Linked DNA regions of Zea mays: all the other regions are linked to region 2. Evidence: chromatin contacts called from public Hi-C data. All regions are on one chromosome and are shown on one strand. Each heading gives the region's core, a stretch centred on a gene start, on an enhancer-like site or on the middle of the called end of the contact. The rest is flanking DNA. Distances are from core to core; before and after follow the strand shown.

The links. Hi-C and Micro-C count contacts between places; a contact is called where the count stands out from the background.
Region 1: a contact with region 2 is called in a Hi-C map of tassel, with 2.2 times the contacts expected there. The contact joins the promoter of LOC100279373 here to the promoter of LOC100285226 in region 2. A contact is called at or near these places in 3 of 25 Hi-C or Micro-C datasets (leaf and tassel).
Region 3: a contact with region 2 is called in a Hi-C map of ear, with 2.4 times the contacts expected there. The contact joins the promoter of LOC103653462 here to the promoter of LOC100285226 in region 2. A contact is called at or near these places in 2 of 25 Hi-C or Micro-C datasets (ear and tassel).

What each region holds. Positions count from the first base shown.
Region 1 is chr4:85,167,773-85,170,817 of Zm-B73-REFERENCE-NAM-5.0, forward strand. LOC100279373 reads right to left here and starts at 1,377. Exons shown (of 6, transcript NM_001152389.1): 1 at 470-1,377; 2 at 184-375; 3 at 1-87. The coding sequence starts at 1,348. LOC100275334 reads left to right here and starts at 1,742. Exons shown (of 2, transcript NM_001149431.2): 1 at 1,742-1,969; 2 at 2,043-2,438. The coding sequence starts at 1,816. The coding sequence ends at 2,200.
Region 2 is chr4:84,864,990-84,867,983 of Zm-B73-REFERENCE-NAM-5.0, forward strand. It overlaps LOC100285226, which reads right to left and starts at 1,276. Exons shown (of 6, transcript NM_001158120.1): 1 at 1,209-1,276; 2 at 1-68. The coding sequence starts at 47.
Region 3 is chr4:85,141,682-85,144,556 of Zm-B73-REFERENCE-NAM-5.0, forward strand. LOC103653462 (agenet domain-containing protein / bromo-adjacent homology (BAH) domain-containing protein) reads left to right here and starts at 1,617. Exons shown (of 6, transcript XM_008680358.3): 1 at 1,617-2,174. The coding sequence starts at 1,826.

The sequences.
Region 1 (3,045 bases), core at 127-2,626, 300 kb after region 2:
AGAGTTGTAATCATTTGGTTGGAGCTGTTTTGCACGTGCTTTCTTGACTAGGTCCTTCCAATTTTGCGAGAGCAAATAAATATCCAGCTACAGTGTAACATTCAACAAACTGTTTGGTGAACTTGTTTGCTAAAACTCCGAACTCCGGAGTGAAGCCAAATTTATCACAAAGATACTATATACCTTGTCTGCATCCTGAAGGACAGGTGTAATAAGGCCACCATCAATTGCCACAGCCACTGCAATGTTGATATTACTGTTGTATGTGAAGCTCTTTCCATCCCTGCAGGTACTATTGACAACAGGGTGCTGTGCAAGAGCCATGGCTGCAGCCTTCGCCAACAGCACTGTCATTGTCACTCCCTTTGGCTTAACCTGTCAAAATCAAATCAGCCCAATAGTAATCAGGAAGCGGGGCAAGAAAAACAAAGGAGCTTCAAGTGCAGTCATGCCTGCTCCAAATCCTCACCTTTTCGTACAGCTCATCGAGCTTATCGGTTACAATGGGGTACCCAACGCGGAATGCTGGCACTGCCAGGCTCTCCACCATGTTCTTGCTCACTGCAGCCTGCATGGTAGTGAATGGAACAACAGTCGCGCCAGGAACCGGCGGCAGCACTGCTGCCTGAGGCACAGCACCAACTGAAGGCGCGGCCACAGGTGGTGGCGCAGCAGCAGCAGCAGGAGTGGGCTCTGACTTCGGCTTGATTCCGGCAGCCGCCTCAATATCTGCCGGCGTAATTCGACCGTACGGCCCGGTGCCAGTAATCTTGGCAAGGTCCACCCTGTGCTGCTTAGCCAGCTTCTTAGCGTGCGGGCTGGTAATGCCCTTCGTCCCCGCGGCCACCGGCGCTGGAGCAGTCGTCGCAGCCGGAAGAGGGGGCGGCGCCGCTGCGGCATCCTCCGTCGGAGCAGGAGGCGCCTGCTGCGGCTGCCCGTTGGAGAGCTCCTGAGCCTTGGCGAGCGCGAGGGGAACCTCCTCCTCCGACTCCGCGAGCAGCGCAATGGGGGCGCCCACCGGCGCTGACTCGCCAGCCTGGACGAGGACCACCGCCACGATGCCGTCGTGGAAGGTCTCGACGTCCATGTCGGCCTTGTCAGACTCGACGACCACAACAGCATCGCCCTTGGAGACGCGGTCTCCCTCGCCCGCGGACCAGGATACGATCTTTCCCTCCGTCATGGTGGAGCTCAGCGCCGGCATGAAGATCTCCCGGATCTTGGCGCGCACCACCATCCGCCCGCGCCGCGGCTGCCTCCACCGTGTGCCCGCCGGTACCACTCCGGCACGGAGCCGGGCGGGCAGGGTGGAGGCGGAGAGCGAGAGGGGTGCGGGGGCCGTCGCCATTGAAGAGGAGTGCTCGATGTCGGAGGCGGAGGCGAGGAGGAGAGTGGGCTTTTGGCTGGTCCTGGTTGGGTATATGGGGATGCAAACCAGTGAGGAGGGGCGGAGAAAGCGAGGCGAGGATGGCTTTGGAAACTCCGATGATGCTGTCATGGACCGGGCTTTATTTTGCTGCGGGCCCCTACGTCATTAACAAAGGTGAGCAATCTAGCCCATCGACGGAAGTTACCCTCATCAGCGCTTTAGCCCATGTTCTGAGAGATGGGCTCTATTCCTGCTTATTTCGTTAGGCCCATGGCTTCTATTATTACTGAGCAATGAGATGAGCAGGCCCACGAGGCCACGACTTATCCCGTAGGCCACAACACTCGCATCCAGCTCCTCTGCTTCTGGCGACCAAATTCTGCCGTCTCCACCGCCGCCGCAGCCAGCGTCACCGGAGGGATCTGCCGTCTCCCTTGCTCCACGCGATGAACACCGACATCACCGCCTCGACTAAGCCGGAGTACCCGGTGGTGGATCGGAACCCGGCCTTCACCAAGGTGGTCGGCAACTTCTCTGCGCTCGACTACATGCGCCTCTCCACCATCTCCGCCGTCTCCGTCACCGTTGGCTACCTCTCCGGTTCGCCTACCCTCCCAAACCTTATCTCTCACTTCACCCCCATCGGTAGCTCAGACCCGTGCTTGCCGTGCAGGGATCAAGCCGGGGATCCGGGGCCCGTCGATGGTCACGGGCGGCCTCATCGGGGTCATGGGAGGGTTCATGTACGCCTACCAGAACTCCGCCGGGCGCCTAATGGGATTCTTTCCCAACGACGCCGAGGTTGCGCGCTACAAGCACAAGCTTCATTGAGGATCCAGCTCCATTCCGTCTCTCTTTTCGCAACCGTTTCGCCTGTTCCTTTCCTGATTCCGTGTTAACTTCAGTACTTTATCTGGGCACTCTATGGCCTTGGTTAAATAAAAGTGGTATGTTGTTGCACGGTTATGAGGATTCGATGATACAATTCACCTCATCTTTATGTTGTTTGGTGAGAATTTCGTCGCCGTTTGGGTGAATTTATGAATACTGAAGTGATTTCTGCTCTGAACTTGTTATTTGTTGTGTGGTCGTGTTTGTGTATCTTAGCTTGTCAGGATTGGGGATAGTGATCTTATTACCTCTCATGGTAAGCAATGGGGGTTCATTTGGCTCATTGGCTGCCTGTAGGGGAATATTTCAATGTTTGTTTGTTCAGACGATCTTTGCATCAGGATTTACTTGGTGTCCTCCACATCTGAATTTGGTGCACATTTATCATCAAGAATCTCATGGGGGTACATAGATGGTGGTATTAGAGAGCAAACATAAATTTTATCTGTGCTTACTAAAATCCTGTTTGTTTTATCTTGCGAGTGCAACTTACAAGCTGAAATAAATATGTCTCAGAATCTCTGATTGCAACACTCCATAGGCCAGACTCTTACAGTCCAACGATTTGCTTTCCCCCCAGCTTACAGATTGTAACAACCTACAATGTGCAAGCTAAAACAATGTAGCCTAGGAAGTGTATACAAATCTGTGGAAATGAATTTGATGCAGCTGGTCTTTGTGGTATTGGCATGCTCCCATCCTTTTGATTTGAGTTTTGCGAAGCACATCCTCCTTTATCCTTATTTGCTTCATCTTAGCTTCAGTTGATCCAAGCACGAATGGTC
Region 2 (2,994 bases), core at 26-2,525:
GCCTGCTCAGCCAACTTGGCCATGTAAACATTCTCCTCCCTCGACATATTGTTAAAAGAACAAACTTCCTGCACCAGAAGGAAACTGATAAGTCATGGCCTAAAAACATACAAAATGTCAACTAAAATGATTATATGGGAAAGGTACATGGCTGGCCACTAAACTCGACTTGAGCCCATTCATGTTTGCTAAGAACAAGCTTATTAATAAGCTTGCTGAGAGGCTCATACAAACCTCATTGAACCAGTAATACATCCACACCAAGAAGTGCCGTCTAATCCAACAACAGCTTACAGCACTCACGTTCAGGTTGAAAAATTACAATAACAGACACCACAAAAGCAGCTAATATGATCTGTTCGTTCTGTTGTGATCCCCAAATCCATCAACCAAATTGAGAATAAGACAGAACTAACCTATTTACACTACCTAAGGCGAATCTTAGTGGGGAGTTTCAAATCATTTTTTTCAAAACTGATATATTATATAGAATGAAATAAAACTTAAATGAAACATCATCTCCCAATGAAAAGTTTCATTCTATGATTGCATAGACATTTAATTTCATGACTCGTAGAGTTGATAATTGTGCCAAGATAGGGTTTCATCTCTTGCCACATCATCAAAAGCACATATATGGCACCTTATCAGCCTATTAAAAAATCATGCGGAGACTGGCCTAACATATCACTGAAAAGGACCAACCGGATCTGCCCGTAAGTTTATTTAACAATTTAATTGAACAACGATGCATCACCAATCAAAAAGGCTTGTTTGCTTAGAAGGGGAATGGAGGGGATTTAGGGAGAAATAAACTAATTTCCACCTCAATCCCCTTCTAATCTACCCAAACAGCCCTAACAGATAACAGTAATAGGCACGGTTGCTACCCACAAAAGGTCCTCAGCAGTCGGTTATCTCGCCAATGTGCCAAAACTAATCCCGAATCAGGCGGATCTACGCGCCCCGTGCGCTCGAAACCTCAGATCTCGCGGATCAAGCTCGAACATAACAAACGAACAGCACTCGAGACAAAGCGGATCTAGCCGCATCGCAGAACACCATTTGAAAAAAGATCACATAAGAAAAAAGCGGAGAAAACTCGCAGCACTCCCGCATCTCCCGTACCAGGAACAGGCAACTAGATCAAGCAGCACAGCACGCAAGATTAATTTCTAAAAAAAAACTAGAAAAATCGGAACCCTAACCTCCTGGCGCGGGGCTGCTCCTGGGCTCGGAGGAACGGTGTGGTCGGGGAACTGCGGATGCTGTGGTGGGCAGGGCGAAGCAGCGTGGGGATATTTTATAGCGGGACGCGAGCGCGAGGCTATTGTCAGTGAGCCAATGGCTCAATGCCACGGCGACTCCAGGGCCCACGCCAACACCTCTTGCGCAAGGCGTGGTGGGCTGCGAGTAACTGACACGCGGGCGAGGCGCGTAGTGGGACCCCATGTCATTGTCTTTTGACTCCAACTACATGGTCAAGAGGGCTCCAAAGTCAGGTGTCTATCTTATCTCATCCCTTATTTTAAACTTCACTTTACAAAAACAACTTCAAAAAAATATTTAAAAATTTCTCTAAAAATTGATTATTGGGAGCATACTAAAAAGTTTTAGAAGTAGATTATGATGTGTACTCCAACAATTTCCCTAAACAAAGAGTCAAAATAGAAAAATGGGCCAAAAATGATCCAATTGCTATTAGGCTTTGTTTGCCTCAGTTGTTTATTGGGCCGGCACGACTCAGCCTGCACCAAAAAAAGAGTCGTGTGCTACACCAAAATATGAGGGAGGGATGAGCTAGATACGGGGCACGAATATTTTGGGAGAAGGAAGAGGGAGTTGTTGGAGCGAGGAAAAATACTTGCTACTCTAATATTGATTTTCGGGTTGATTTACGATTTCTCTCGGAGTTGCTCTAAATAGTGTAATCTATAGTGCAAACCCCCCATTTTACACAATCTGCTGCAGATAGCCTTAACATATGTTGTTTGGGATGGCTTTTCCTTTCCAGTTCACCTCGCTACAACAATAATAGGACAACCATCAGGGACAGTCTCAACTTCGACGACAACGACAGTGGAGATCACTCAAACTACTCGTATAGTCTTAGCTACTCGCACCTTGTCAATTACCTCTGACAAGCTCACTATACGCTGACTCCAACTCTTCTTGTTCTAGTAGCTTCCACAGTACATATTAAGAGGCTTCCTTCATTTGTGCAGGTCGTGCCAGCAATTTTCGGGGCCCTATACCAAACTCTAAAATGAGACCTATCTCACTAAGAAAAAACTACAATAATTTTGAGTTATAATGTATTATATAGCAATGGAATATATAAAGAACCATATCTATCGCAATGTCCCCTATTTGCTAGAATTCTATTATAGAATAATATAGAAAACCATCTAGAATATTTCTCCCTAGGACCTTTCTAAATTACTAATCTCTTCTAGAACGCTTTTATGTCATAGAATTAGGAAGGATGTGTGTGAGACATACAAGATTGACTCAAGAGACCAATTCTTTACCGTAATGGATTTTCAATAATATAATTGTAAGGGATAACAAATTATTATTTAGGGGGGTTGTGCAGCTGAACCTCATGCACTTGGGCCTGCATTTGTGGCTTCCTTAGCACAAGCCCTCCTATCAGCTTGTCGCCTATAGTGTCCCACATGATGAGTTCAGAGTCTATAGTGCCAGCAGTTTGTGGTTGCTCCTATGGTTTTGACTTCAACATTAGTTTTAGAGATCACCACTTTGATCACTCACCAAGCTTCGGTTGCCCTCGTTTAGCCTTGGACAAATAGTGACTCTTATGATACACCTTGTGTCTAGTAGTTTGTGCTAACTTCACACACCACCCTATCAACATGTCAGCGTCCTTCTCACTGACTAAGCCTTACATTTTTAGTTTTGGTACTTGATGCCAAAGGAGGATAAATAGGTAGTATGTGAGTCAGAGAGATCTTATGAGAGATGAAAGTTTGT
Region 3 (2,875 bases), core at 367-2,866, 280 kb after region 2:
TTTAGCGCAAAAATAAATAATTGCAACGTCGTTCACATGAACAGAGATTTCGTATCCTTCCTATTACTACAGCATGTCCTTTGTAATTTTAGGTCATTGTCTGGATCACTTTATTTATTTATATATTTAATTAGTTACCACTTAGACCTTTTATAATAACACGACGAAGAATTTAAATATGTATCATAACTAATTATATTGTAAAACAATATTCAAACAAATTTGTTATTATATAGGTATATGTAAACATCTTGTATATAATATTATATAGATATATATAAACATCTTGTATATATAATATTTTTTTATCACATGCGTGCCACACATATATTTTCACTAGTCTCTATAATTAGTACATCAACGATCACAAAAGACTAACAATTTAGAAATTGCGCTAGGTTTTATAAAAAACAATAATATTAAGGTTTTGAAAACTTGAGGTCAGAACTAACCCTCCTATAAAAAAATAGAGAACTTCCGTAACTTGTTTAGATCAATATCAAGCCATACATATTGCACCGTAAATTATGGGGACATATAAGACCACTTTAGAATATGGATTTTTTTTTCTGTTTCATGTATTTTTTTAAAATAAAATTATTCGTATGAAATTTCTATATGATCAGTATTCCAAAAAGCTTAAAACGTTCAAACCAACCGTTAGTAACATCAGCTGGTTTGTTTGCTTTGAATTAAAACGATAATTTAGACTAGACAAAATACTATATATCTATCTCTACTAACTATTAAGAAGCTAACGTAGACCATGCCGTGCTCCCGCCTCCCCTTATCGCGCGTGGCATGCGCCACCTACCCTCCCACTGCATGCAAGCATGCAATTCGCAGCAGCTGCATGCAAGCCGCAGAACACTATGCAAGCACTGACCCACCAACCGCACGTATCTGTACCAGGTGTACGCGCTCTACCGCGCCGGCTTCGCGGGCGTGCCGCTCGATCTCACGACCATCGGTGACCTCTTCGCCGTCAGCCGCTTCATGGTCGCGCACGCCAACAACCTCTCCACCACGACCGTGCCCGCCAACGGGCAGCCGCTGCTCGTGCCGCTCCAGTGCGGCTGCCCCTCCTGGTCCCCCAGCTCGTACGCGCCGATGCAATACCAGATCGGCCCGGGGACATCTACTGGATCATCTCCACCACCAAGCTGCACAACCTCACACAGTACCAAGCCGTGGAGCGCGTGAACCCCACGCTGGTGCCCACCGACCTCGACGTCGGCACCATGGTCACATTTCCCGTCTTCTGTCAGTGCCCGGCCGTCGACGACAACGCCACGACGCTCGTCACCTACGTCATGCAGCCTGGGGACACGTACGCGTCCGTTGCTGCCGCCTTCTCCGTCGCCTATCCACAGTGAAAGACACGATGCGGCGGCCGTCTGTGCATGCACTAAGGCTGAGCGCGCTGCTGCTGCTCCTCTACCTGTGCACGTTTCCTGCCCTGGCGCAGTCGTAAAACACGACCACGGCCACAACCAAATTTATTCAACTAGATGGAGCCGAAAGCTGAAGGTACGACTGATGATAAAACGATATATAATTTATGTATGAATATATGCTTCAGCTAATATAACATAAGACAATTTAAAAATTTAACTATCTACGCATAGTTATTAATGTCTTAACCACGCCCCGAATAAGACCAAATCCCTCCCCGTCCTCTCTCTTCGCCCACCCCCACATTATTCTCTCCCCAAATCTGACCTTCCCTCGTGCGAGGCCTCACCTCTTCCGACGCGACGCGATACGCACCACACGCGGAGACCAAGCCGAGCCCATCTAGGGTTAGCGTCCCACTGCGGCGGCCATGGACGAGGCAGCGACAGCGGCCCTGGCGGCGGCGAGGGGGCGGTGGACGCAGTGGGAGGAGGTGGTGGTGTCCAACGACCGCGGCAGCCGCCTCGTGCACTACTACCTCCGCGGCAACAGCGAGGAGAAGCAGCTGGCGGTGGTTGGGCGGGAGCGGAGCCCGCGTCACATGTCGTACGCCGTGCAGGGGCGGTTCCTCCGCGCGCTCGCGGCTGCCGCCGGGGCGGTCGCCGTCGCGCCGTCGCCATCACGGTCGCCTCTGCCGGCTGCTGGGGCGGACGGCGGCGCTCCGAGGAGGTGGCGGTCCAGACGGGAGGTCGTGGACTGGCTGTCCTCCCTCGTTTCTGGTAAGATTTCTGTGCCGGGGAGTTCGGGACCCGGGTTGTGCTTTCTGGAGTTGGATGTAGATTTGGATGATTCCGAGCTCGGCGCGTTTGGTCCTGTTTTGGCTCGATTTGGTGCTATCTTTTGCTTTCAAATCGCTCCGGTTTTGGTTCGATTGAAGGCGGTTCATGTTCTGCTCCGCTTCTCTGCGTGAGTGCGTGTTTGGATTCGTTTTGCGCCGTGAAACATGAGAGCTTTTGGGATTTACAAATTTTTTCGGTTGATTTGCGTGCTCCATGTCTGGAATTCCTTGGCGGACCGTCGGTTGATTTGTTAATACGGCGACAAAGGATTTCTTCCAGTATATTTGCGTGCTCCGTCAAATATGCAAGAAGATGTGCTCCATGTCTGGATTTGGGCTCCGGCGCGCGTCTCGATCATTTCCCGCTGCAGTCCACGGTTTCTTGCATATTTGATGTCAGGGAGGATGATCTCTGTTTATACAATCTTGACGCGCTCAGCGAATCTGCTGTTCTATGGACGCGATATCTCTACGGAATCCTAGGGTTGTGATTAGGTTTAGTTTAAAGTATGCGGATGCTTTGCTTTCATTTCCTGCTGTGCCTAGCCTGATTTGGGCAAGGGAAACCGTAATCGCTGTTTGGGGATTCTGTAACGGGGGAAGGCTGGAGACACCGATGCTTTGCTTGTCTAACCTTATTTG